2 separate regions of the Mus musculus genome follow, and region 2 is linked to region 1. Evidence: chromatin contacts called from public promoter capture Hi-C data. All regions are on one chromosome and are shown on one strand. The core of a region is the stretch at or near the end of the contact, and the rest is flanking DNA. Distances in the headings are between cores, read along the strand shown. Region 1 holds the start of Grhl1 (grainyhead like transcription factor 1). Region 2 holds the start of Cys1 (cystin 1).

Region 1 (6,061 bases), core at 2,876-5,375:
AAAAACAAAAACAAAAAGCCAAAAAGAGCAAAAAGCAACAAGCACATTCCCACAAAATAAATAACTAGAAGGAGGCAGCTGGGTGTACTGCTACATGCCTGGACTCAGCTACTCAGAAGCCTGAGGCGGGAAAGACTGAGACCAGTCAGGGCCATACAACCACCAGATTCTATCTCAGAAAAACAAAGCAGAAACCAACAGCGCTATCCCATTCTTAAGTTTAAGAAGGCCCTCCTAAAAGATAAGCTCTACTCGTAACTAAGAAACAGTAAAGTCTGTAAAGATCTAAAACAGTCCACCTGTGGGCTGCTGTCAGCTAGATCAATGGCGGGAGGAGCTTGCTGCACAGGCCTGCAAACCTGAGTTTCATCCCTGGAACCCAAATAAAGGCAGAAGGAGAGAACTAACTTCATAATGTCGGCTGATCGCCATGCATGTACCTTAGCATCTGTGCTCGTGTACACAAACACACACACACACACACACACACACACACACACGCAGACATAAAAGAGTAAGAACGTTAATTTTAAAATTGCAACTCCAATTCTAGGAATCCATCCTATGACCATACTTGGCCTAGCATACAAAAATGTGCTCGGGAGGATGTTTATTGTGAATGTTTGTGATTGTGAAAAGCTCAGAGAAAACTCACTACTCACCACTAGCCTCTGACACACACCAAATCAAAGAAATACAGATTTCACCACAACGACATGAAAATTGGAAACCGTAAGAAGTGATAAGTTGTCTTAGCAAAATGCTAAGACATATGCTTGCAATCACATAGAGAAATCTGGAACTATACACACAATAGTTACCATTCTCTCAGGACATTGGGGATGGTGGGTGAAACAGCCTGTTTGAACCCTAGCTCTTCTCTATTGCTTAAATGTCTTTCTTCCCTTCCTTACTTGTTTCTTTAGTTTATTTATCTTGAACTGTATGTATTACTTTCTATGATTAGAAATAATGTTAATGTATAAATAAGGGCCTTCAGGATGGCACAGTGGGTATGGGAGCTTGTCACCAAACCTGAGGACCTGAATTCGATCCCTGGAGCCCCTATGATGGGAGGAGAGAACTGACTCCCACGAGTTGTCCTTTCATCGACACACACATGCTGCAGTTCGTGCTCCCACATGAACCCCCAATACCTACGAGTAAATAATTTATAATAAAAATAAAGACATAATGCTAACAGCTCACAGATGTGGACTTGAATTTCAGAGTACATTAGAAATAAACAAAATAAAACTATCTTGAAGTTTACTTACAAGACCTATTTTTTTTCAGTGTTTGTTTTGTTACAGGGTTTCCTGTAGTCCAGGTTGGCCTGAGACTCTATCTAGATAAGAACAACTGCTTCCACCCCCCAAGTGCTGGAACTACATCTGTATACCACCATACCTAAGGCCTATATTTTAAATTACTATAGCTATGATCTAATACCAGTGGACCTTCCTGTTCTGTTTCTGATTTTATGGCTTAGCCTGTCTTCATTAGACCTGTATATTTGTCACCTACCATATGTCAGACACTTGCTCCTGGATGTCCTCAATACTAGAGGGTCATTTAACTTAGCCCTACAGATAGGCCAATGAGACAAATCCAGGGTCTTGGGGGCCTACAGAAAACTGTGCCATTTGATAACTGTCTCCAGGAAATTTTTCATATACACACCAGTGCTGGGGACCCAGCACTGACAAAACAATGCCTTCTCTGGGAAAGCTCACATAAGATCTCAGACATGGCAAACAGGGCATGGTAAACGTGCTGGAACTATGCTGTCAGCATTGTGGATGGCTCACTGGGCCAAGGCTCGGGAAGGCCAGATAGGGGTGTGGAAGTGCTCCCAAGTCTGTGGTGTCTGAGCAAAGTGGTGTCTGCCAACCTCCAGGATATCAGCTGACTTGGGAAGGGAAGGCTTTATTGGGGATGACATAGGATGGTGTTTTAGGAAGGGCCACCCTGGCAAGAGTATGGAGACATGTCTGTGTTGGTGTGCATTTGTGCTTATGTGTGTATGCATACATATATAATTTTCTTAAATTTGAAACTATCAAGTAAAGAAAGAACAGGCCCCAGGCCCCAGAGTTGCCCCAGGGCTGAGCACAGAGGCTGGAAACCGCTCTGAGCATCATGTCTGTGGTTACTGACTAGAGCGCTAGCACCTCAGAGAACTGAGAACACAGGGTTGGGAGGTGAGAGGCAGCTAGCACAGGACAAAGGCATGGTCAGCCCTTAGCAAGAACACACCTGTCTCCCTGGTCCATCATCTCTCAGTGGCCTCCCAGCTCACCTGACTGCCCTCTCTGCTCTCCTGGCTCTTCTCCCTCTGAGCCTTTGATGTTGGAGGCTCCAGGACCCAGGGGCTCCTCCCTGCCTTAGGGCTTCAGCCATTTCAAGGCTTTGAATTCTTCCCTCAGGATGATCTTGCCCAGAGGTCAATTTTTGGTCCAGATCTCCCACTGGAACTCCAGTCTAGTATCCATCTGCGTGACTCATGTACTCAGAAGGAAAATGAATTTTAAACTTAGCACATCCTAAACAGGACCCTTGCCCACTTATAAACTGCTATGTCTGCTGTCCCTCGCCATCTCAGAGGCAGCAGTCACTCTATCCAGCTGCTCAGCTGAAACCTCTGGTCGTTCTGAACAAGAATGACTTTGGTTGCTGTTGTCAAAGTTTCACTTTGGGCCTGGCCTGGAACTGGAGAGCCTCCTGCCTCAACTCCTGAGTCCTGGGATTGTCTGCACACCATCTGTCAGAGGTGCTCTCTAACCTGCCCTTTGGGTCTCAGAGAATCCTGTTCGTTTGAACACAGAGGCATCTAGAATTCAAACCCTTCTCAGTGTCCCATCACCCCGGGTCATGCTTCTGGCTACTATTTATCTTTTGCTTGTCTCTTTTGAAATTGCCTCCTGCTGATTCCCTACCATTCAGTGACCAGATTATTTGAAAACACGAGTGAAGTCTGTCTATGCCCTACCGCAAGTCCTTCAAAGCTTCCTCACTTAAGGCCTTACAGAAACCCGCGGGGCTCTACAGTTTGCACCAGTGCCCAGTTACTCTCTGGCCACACTGCTTTCCTAGCTCCTCAGTGGACACACTCGTGTCTCCTCTATCACGGTCTATAGCTGTGCCTTCACCCTTATGCCCACCCCCTCGCCATCTACATCTTTAAACCCAGAGAGCTCCACTCTACTTTCCCCATCCACCTGCAAAGAGTGCCATCTCTCTCCGCACACCAAAGGAGTCACCGTGACTCTCAAAGTAGGACGCTCTAGGAGGCAGGAAAATTTGCCTGCTCTGTCTCTGCCTTGTCCTCTCTGTCTAGGTCCCTGTCTCTACTGTTGTAGGCCTGAGGCTGAGGTTAAAGAAACCGACCCATAGGAAAATGGTTTAAAAAGGGGTTAGGATATGGGAGGAAAAAGTGGAAGCCAATCTGGAGCTGGCCAAACAGAAAGACCACACAGGTAGTAGGTAGGGGTTGAGGATGCTAAAGTCCAAATATAGCGCTGGGCAGATGAAGAGCCAAGCAAGTTCAGATGCCCTCAGGAGGCTGGTGGGGACCTCTGGGGCTTGGGAAGGTGTCTTAGAGTGATGCTTTTGACACTTGATAGGTGCCCAATAAACAGGGACCGCTGGCCGGGGAAACGTGGGTTATTAAGAGGCTGTGCAGATTGGCGACTGTCACATGGTGGGCACTGAGAGATGAACCAGAAGGAAACCTCCAAACCTGCACAGCTGCAAAGAAATTCCCTAGGTATTTCCCAGGCAGAGGCCTTGGGGCCGGAGAACTGACCGCGAGAGAGAACTGGAAGGTGAAACGCGCCCACGCGGGTGTGCGCCGAAGCCTCTCGGCGCCGGCGGCACTACCGGCCGGCGCCACCGGGGCCAGCCGCGCGCAAGCTCCCCAGCGCCGCTGAGCACCGCCGAGCACCGCGTGGCCCCCGCCCTCCGGTCCGCCCCCAGGCTCCTCCCCAGAGCTCCATCTCACCAATCAGGAGGAGCTCCCTCCTCCCAGTTCCAGAAGCTCCGCCTTGGGCCGGAGCTCCGCCAGCCAATGGGAGGCCGAGCCCAGCGCCCAGTGCGCGCAGCCCGCGCCGAGCCGGCTCAGAGCGAGAAAAGCGAACCCAACCCGTCGGGGCCGCCGCTCCGGACCCACCGCCTGCCGCCGCGCGCCGCCCGCCGCCGCCTCCTCCCCCCGGATCGGGTGTACTGTCCCAACCCGAAAGTCCAGTTCTGCGGCCCGGCAGCGGCGAGCGAGCGCGATGACACAGGAGTACGACAAGTGAGTGAGGCGCGGGCGCGAGTCCGGCCAGGGCCCGGGGGCCACCGCACCTGCCGCGGCGACGGCGCGGGTTCCGGGAGCTGGGAGGACAGGCTGGGTGGGGCGAGGCTAGGGGGTGGGGGGGGACACTCGGCCTGTCGTCTAAGGGCTCCCGGGCTCCCGGGCCCCGCGCTCATGGACCGGTGGGGACGGGTGGACCCTGGGCAGCCTCCTGTCACCTGCGGAGCTGCCGGAGCGAGAGATCTAGGGGAAGGTTGAAGTGTCCGCTGCCCGCGCGTTTTCTTCACTCCGGCTGCTGTGTGAGAAATCTGCTGTGGGTGTTCTTGGGCCCTTGCATCACCGATGGTAATTACAGAAGACTATTTTTGCCGTTTGGGAATATCAAGAGGAAGAAACTGCACGCAGGGTGATAAAGTTAGAGACCACTGTCGAATCGGGATTGCTTTTTAGAGTTTGGGACATAAGAAAGCAGCGAGAAATGTTCAGTGATGATGTAAGATGTGATCAGACGTTGGCAGGACTTGTGTGGGGGCAGTTCTCGATTTTACTCGCAACTTTTCTATAAATATGAAGATGTTCTGAAAGATCAAGTCTGTCTTATCTCGGCTCAGTAAATCTGGAGTGAAGAATTGGTTTCATAGTTAACTTGTTAAGGGTGGATTTTTCTCATGCTTGTTTTCTGATGAAGGTTAGCTGAGTGTGGAATCAGTAAGAGATTAATCTTGTCTTGTAGAAAATGAAGTTCAGGTAGTGCTCGGCTTTCCTTTTAGAATCCTGACCTATAACTCTTGAAGGTCTGAGGCTCATTTGAAAACACCCATGAACCTTCAGGGCCGGAGCAACAACTTGCTCTTCTTGAAGAAGTGGGCTGCAATTGTTCATGTGTTTATTTCTCTACTTACTGACTAGGCAAAAGTCCCAGTGCCAGCCTCTTGGCCTTAGGCATACTTTGGAAATATAAAATGCCTTCAGGGTAATTGCAGACATAAAGCCACTTGGAAAATATTTATTTTCTGATGCTTGTACCAATGTTGGATGGGATGGGAGAAGGGAAGCTTGAAAAACTAGCATTACGACTGTTGAGCGAGCCAACTGCTGTCAGAGTCTTCTGGAAGTGGCTATTAGACTATTAATAATAGCTCAGCAGTACACCAGAGACTCTCACCACGGAACCGGAACCGCCATCTCTATCGGCCTCAGGACCCAAAGGCTTGCTTGCGGGGAATGCTAGGTTGTGTATTGCTTTCTTCGGATAAAACTTGAGATTTATAAAGATAAGCCTTCTTGATTCTTTTTATGTTTCAAAATAATAAGCTGCTTCCAGATGTAAGCCCTCAGACTCGTCTTTTTTCCTCCCCTTTTCAAAGATGTCCTTTTTTTTCTTCTTCTAAACCTATATCTGTTTTTGAAGGATTTGGGTGACTGCCAAGCCCTAACCTTTGTTGATTACTTGAGAAGATAATCAGACTTTCTCCACTCACTTTTAGAAAAGGTAGGTCACCTCCAGGCCATTTACATATTTCATTCGTGTGTTGCAACGAGACCTGGGCCAGGACAGCCATAATTCAGATAAGTTCCAGACACCTCCGTTCTTGTTCCCTCACACACACAAAAGTACTGCCTCGTCTTGCTGAAGTCAATGTTCCGTTTTTTCTTTCTATTGACTTATTAAACAGTACCGGCTGGACAGTTGTTGAGACTGTTGACATTTCCAGGTTCTGGAATCAGTAGACTTTGCTTGGATTATTTAAATTAAACCTTCTG
Region 2 (5,933 bases), core at 348-2,847, 110 kb after region 1:
AACCACTGTTTGGCAGGTGGTCCACCCACTTATCGCCTCCTCCCAGCGTATTCCCTGATGGCCAAAGCAGAGGCCCTTGCTGGTCAATTCCCACCTGGGCTGTAAGGATGCTGCAACTCGACTCCGTGCAGCCCCACTGGTAAAGGAATGCAAGCCCTGAGTCAGAAGAAAGTTCTAGGTGTTTCTGCCAACTGTTGTTTGCATTTGTCTCCTTTAACAGAGACAGTAGCGGGCACCCACCCAGGAGGCAGAGTTAGAATATGCAAGAGTGGGGATAAGGAAGGGACACAAAACCCTATAAGGGACTGGGGCGGGGGTGGGGGGCCACTCTGGGTGAGCTGGGGACAGAGGCGCCAAGTAGGGACGGAGGCCTGGGTGGGAGGATACTAGGGATGCAGAGGGATGGGTGGAGGGCCTGGCCCCCATACTCACCGCGGGTGCGAGCCGGGCGGGGCCTCGTGGGGTCAGCTCCTGGGGCCCCCAGGCCTCCGACTCGGCCAGCAACTGATCCAGCAGGCGTAGGGTCTCCTCCCGGCCACCGGAGGGCGTCGCGGGTCGGGGGTCGCGGCCGCTCTCCTCCTGCCCCGCGGCCGTCCGGGCCTGGTCAGCCGTGCCGCCCTCCGAGGCTGTCTCTCCCGGGCCTGTCTGACGCCTGTCAGGGCTGCGTCGCCGCCTCGGGATCCGGCCGCTCCGGCTGCTGCCGCTGCCCATGGCGCGCACCCAGCCTGGAGCGCGCAGCCTGGGAGCCGGGCGGGACTGGGGCGGGAGCGCGGCGGGCCAGATGGGGCGAGGGAACAGCAAGGGGGATTCTGGAGGAGTGAGCGGCGGAGGGTGCGATGGAGAGATAGGGAGGGAGGAGAGTCACGGGGGATGGGAGCTATGAGAAACGGGGGTAGCAGGAGGAGTCACGGGGGGCGCGGGGATGGAAGAGACAGAGAAGCAAGGATGATCTGGGAGGCTGGAGGAAGTAGAGGCTGCTAGGGGAGAGGGGGCGCTCCTCAGGGGGAGAATGGGAGGATGGGGAAAGACTTGGAGGAGATGAAGAACGGGGTGGGGCAGGGGGAGCGCCGTGAGACAGGGAGAAAATGGGGAAGGTGATCCTGGGGGGGAAGGAGAGTAAGCGGGATGAAGAGAGGGTGGGAGTGACTCCCTGGGAGACTCTCAGGGTGCGGCGGGGGTGTGGGAAGTTTGGGGTAGGGTGGCACTGCAGGGAGGTGCAACAGGGTTAGTATTGTATGGAAGGGAGCCTTAAAGGGTGCAGAGTGGATAGACTGGTGGAAGGGAAGTCAGGGCGAAAGAATCATCTTGGAGAAGTTTGGGGGAGGCCCATGGAGCACGGGTGGGAGTCATGCTGGGAGCAAGGGGAGCAAGGCACCGGCTGAAAAGAGCTGGGGGGTGAAAGACAGAAGAATGCTTGAAGCAGAGCCGGATGCCAGGGAAGGGGAAGATCAGGAGTCGGGGTTGGAGACTAGCACTGTCGGAAAGGAGGTCGTTGGGGCTTCAGGTACAGGTCTGAGAGAGCAGAGACAAGGTGAGAGGAGGAGGGAGACAGAAAAGGAGAGCCGGAGATGTGTGTGTGAGTGTGAGAGAGAGAGAATGTCCAAGGGAGGGGAGAGCTTCAGGGTGGCCAGCCGGAGTGAGAGGTTGAGAGGCGTGTACCAGAGGCCCTGGGCAGGGCACACTGAAGGGCGTGTCCCTGGACAGGGACTCGAGGGTAGAGGAGAAGACTCTGGAGTGGGCGTGTGACTTCCTGGGAGGGAAGGATGCGCAGAATTTGGGGTGGTTAGATTGTGGAAGATTGCGACCCCCCGGCCCGGACAGGGTGAATTTAGAGGTCGAAAGACGACCTTCCTCTTCACCATCTTTCTGACCTCCGATTGGAGTTCCTCTGGCCGCTTCACCGCAGGCTCTGGCTTCCTTTTCTCCAGGTATAGATCTGGTTACTAAAGCTGTCACCACTGAGGTTTCTACAGGACTGGGGCGACCCTGGCTTGGCTAGATTTGTGCTTTTACGGGACAATTTCTGGAGGCTTACCATAGGCTAATTCTTTGCCTGCTTCCCTTCCAGCACTTTCCAGGGCAGGGTGATTTAAATACCCCGAAGTTTGGTTTTCTCTGATTTTGGCTTGCCAATAACCGCATCCGTACTGGCCAACCCAATGTGAAAGTGGAATTTTGGGTGAAATTCTTCCAACGGAGGCATAAAATTTTACTATTTTCATCACCGCAGGAATAGATGTATGCCCACAGAAGTGGGATACACGGTGCACAGATGTGTCTAGGTTAGAGATTACTGACGTAAGTTTTCTCTTTATGAAAACAAATCTCATCTTGAAATTCATCAAGCCAAGGGAAAAAAAGTCAGAGAGAATGAATTTTTTCCTTGAGCAAAGTTCAACTCAGTTTAATCATTTAAAAGAAAACACGTTTTACTCCTGCCCAAGTAGAGTCTAGTCATGTGACTCCGAGTTTAAATATAGCCAGCGCTCCTGTGTTCTCCAGAGCAGCCAAATTTTTCTCGATACTCTTGATTTCAACTGTTTCCCCAGACTTGTCTCCGTGGCTGTGCTTGCACAGGAGTCTTGCCAAAGCCTGCGTTCTCTCTGAGCTCACACATAATGTCAGCCACATTTGGAGTCCTGGCTTCCAGGAGTCTGGAAGGGCTAGACAGAGGGAGGCATTGCACTGCAGGCCTGTCATCCCAGCACTCGTGGAGCATAGGCAGGTGATTAGGAGGTCCAGGTCACCTCCGGGAATGCTTTCTTAGCAAGTTTGAGAGGATAGTCTGGGCTGCAGGAGACCAGCCATCTAAAAACAAAACCCACACTAATACCGAGCGCACAGGCAGCCTCCAAGATCCTTTCTAAGGGTAGACAAGAGTCTGCCCAGAGCGAGTTAGTCTCAAGAATCTCAAAAAATAGAAGACAAGAGCTAAACTTCCAGACAGGAGCCTTACAGTCACACGTAGACTTCTGTTTTGTTTGAGACAGGGTCTCTCTTTGTGACTCTGGCTCACCTGGAACTCATTATGTAAACTAGGCTAACGTTAAACTCACAGAAATCCTTCTACCTCTGCCTCTTGAGTGCTGGGATTAAGGGCTCAGGCCTCAAGGGCTGCCCCCATATCCAGGTACCTTTCTATGGAGAGATTATGGACGTTTGCTGGTGATGGTGGATGGCGTGTGAGGCTCAGCTTAAGCACTTTTGGACTAACTCTGAAAACAAGAACCTGTACTGGTAAGTTTATTGTCAGTTTGACATAAATTGACTTGTCTGAGAAGAAACCTCAGTTATGGAAACACCTCCATCAGATTTGCCTGTAGGAAATTCTGTGTGGGCATTTTATTAATTAATAATCGTGTGGACCTTGGAGGTATAAACGTGGTGGTTTGAATAGGTATGGCCCCCGTAGACTCATGTGTTTGAATGTGGCACTATTAGGAGGTGTGGCCTTGTTGGAGTGGGTGTGGCCTTGGAGGAAGTGGGGGAGGGCTTGAGGTCTCTTCTGCTCGAGCTCTGCACAGTGTGGAGCATAGTCTCCTTCTGTTGCCTTTGGATCGAGATGTAGAACTCTCAGCTCCTCCAGCACCACGTCTGCCTGAGCGCCACCCTGCTCCCCACTAAACCTCTGAAACTGTAAGCCAGCCCCTAGTAAGTATTTCCTTTATAAGAGTTGCCATGGTCATGGTATCTCTTCATAGCAATACAATTTAAATTAAGACAATAAGAAAATAAACTAAGCAAGCCATGGGAAGCACACCAATAAGCAGGGTTCCTCCATGGTCTCTGCTTCAACTCCTGCCTCCCAGTTCCTGCCCTGACATTTTTCAGTGATGGCATGTGTAAGCAAGATAAACCCTTCTCTCTTCCAACTTGCCTTTGGTCATGGGTTTAATCATAGCAACAGAGAACCTTGTTAGGACAGAACATAATTTCCAGCCCGGAATATCTTTTCCATAAACTGACTTACTGGGTGTGATGGTGTGCCTGTGGTCCCAGCACTTGGGAGGCTGAGGCAGGAGAACCACCAGGTTTGGAGTCTAGTTCACTTATAGCTTCTTGCTTAGTATGCTCAAGGCTTGCATTTGGTTCTAGAGTGCATGCACACACACACACACACACACACACACACACACACACACACACACACTCACAGCAAAACAAAATCCAATAGCTTTAGAAGAGAGCTACCATTGATGATATATTCTGGAGGGACCAGTGGATGGGTGAATAGTCTGTCTGGCATCTGAAGAAGAAGCTGGTCCTATCCTTGTCCTATCCTTGCAATGGACAAAACAAACCTGCCCACCTTTCAAAGTTCTGCTCAAGTTCCCTTCCCTCAAGGACCTCAGCTAAATGCTGCCTGCCCAGAGCTTCCCTTACCGACGGCACGTCACAAGCATACATCATGGGAATGATGAATAGAGTAGACACACAGCAAAACAGTACATGTGGGTCAGAACACATGTGAGGCCTGGTTCCATCCCCAGCATCATAAACAGAAAGTATTGTATTCAGCAGGCAGTGAGACAATGTAACTTTTTTTTTTTGAGACACGATTTCATGCAGTCTAGACTGGCCTTGAACTCACTGTGTACCCTAAGATGACCCTGGCCTTCCTCTGCCCCCACCCCCAAGTGCTGAGACTACAGGCATGTACCTCCCTCCAGGCTGCATTCATGTGGTGTTGGGGATCAAGCCTGGGGCTTGAAGCATAGGCAAGCACTCTCCCAGGCTGAGCTATATATCCCAGTCCTCACCCCTGGGCTGCTTCTTTTAATGCTACTGAATTGCGTGAGAGGCTTAGACCCTCAGGAGTTCTGGTTCAGCCACAGGGTATGCAGGGGTGTGTGGCAAAGCACCTGCTTAGCTTGATACTTGAGACCCTATTGAAATGAAGACAACAGAGTTGTGAGGGACAGGGAAGGATCATCTCAAATGACCCATCTCAGCCCATCCTCAGAGGTGGAAAGCTGATATCTGAGAGCAGCCAGATGACAGGAACAGAGGAGCCGAAGCCTTCCATATACGTAGGAGCTGGAGACATGGGGCCAGAGGACCAGTCGATGGTCTTTAAGTATGGCATGGGTGTCATCTCCGCCCCTCCTGTTCACACTCATGTACTTTCTTTATGCTACTATAGATGTGAGATTCTCTCCCTGGAATGCTCCCGGGAGCACAGCATCCCTTAGGAGCTCAGGGTGGTATGATGCAGAGTGGAAAAGAAGAGAATGGGCTTGGGTGGGAGGGGAGGGGATAGACAGGAATTGCTAATGGGCAATATTTGGCTGGAGAAACGGTCAAGAACCTGGGCTACTGGATTCAGGAGTCTAGGCTTGACCATGAGCTAGGATCTGGTCCCTCACGTGGGAGGGCTATCCCCTCTCCCGGGTGTATGGACTCAGCCATTGAAAAGGCTCTCTGGGAGAAAGAGATGGTGGTGGATGTGAAAAAAGGGATGGTAACCCTTTTACCAGCCATGGGTAGTTATGATATCATAAGGTTAGAATAATTGGGATAGAGCTTTTATCATTATCAACTGGCTCTGAAATTATTGAATTGGTGTCATGTAAATTGTGACTTTATTGATACATAAATTTGATTCATTAACCATAAAAAGGAAGAAAGAAGAAAGAAAGAAAGAAAGAAAGAAAGAAAGAAAGAAAGAAAGAAAGAGAGAGAGAGAGAGAGAGAGACAGGAGGGAGGGAGGGAGGGAGGGAGGGAGGGAGGGAGGAAGAAAGGAAGGAAGGAAGGAAGAAAGGAAAAGCTCTCTGGATAGGATGTGTGCTAGCCACATGTGGTCACCTCCATGGTTGTCGCCTCCCTGTGTGTCCCTTCTTGGAGACCTATTGCTCACCTTCCCGTCACCCATCATGCAGTGGGAGATTTGGATGCTGTGCAGGCTTTAGGCACCACTAGAGTGATCAACTGT

Evidence for each region. Capture Hi-C pulls out chosen DNA fragments and counts their contacts.
Region 2: a contact with region 1 is called in a promoter capture Hi-C map of liver. The contact joins the promoter of Cys1 here to the promoter of Grhl1 in region 1. A contact is called at or near these places in 10 of 39 promoter capture datasets (the C10 cell line, the HPC-7 cell line, cranial neural crest and 7 more), 2 of 484 Hi-C or Micro-C datasets (erythroblasts and nephron progenitors), 3 of 115 datasets of contacts at active chromatin or transcription factors (embryonic stem cells and memory CD8 T cells) and 3 of 9 other capture datasets (adipose tissue, liver and pancreatic islet).

The regions. Positions count from the first base shown.
Region 1 is chr12:24,568,162-24,574,222 of GRCm38.p6, forward strand. It overlaps Grhl1 (grainyhead like transcription factor 1), which reads left to right and starts at 4,126. Exons shown (of 16, transcript NM_001161406.1): 1 at 4,126-4,297. The coding sequence starts at 4,278.
Region 2 is chr12:24,680,198-24,686,130 of GRCm38.p6, forward strand. Cys1 (cystin 1) reads right to left here and starts at 1,598. Exons shown (of 5, transcript NM_001004455.2): 1 at 433-1,598. The coding sequence starts at 711. Gm36129 (a long non-coding RNA gene) reads left to right here. Exons shown (of 3, transcript XR_872578.3): 1 at 1-139.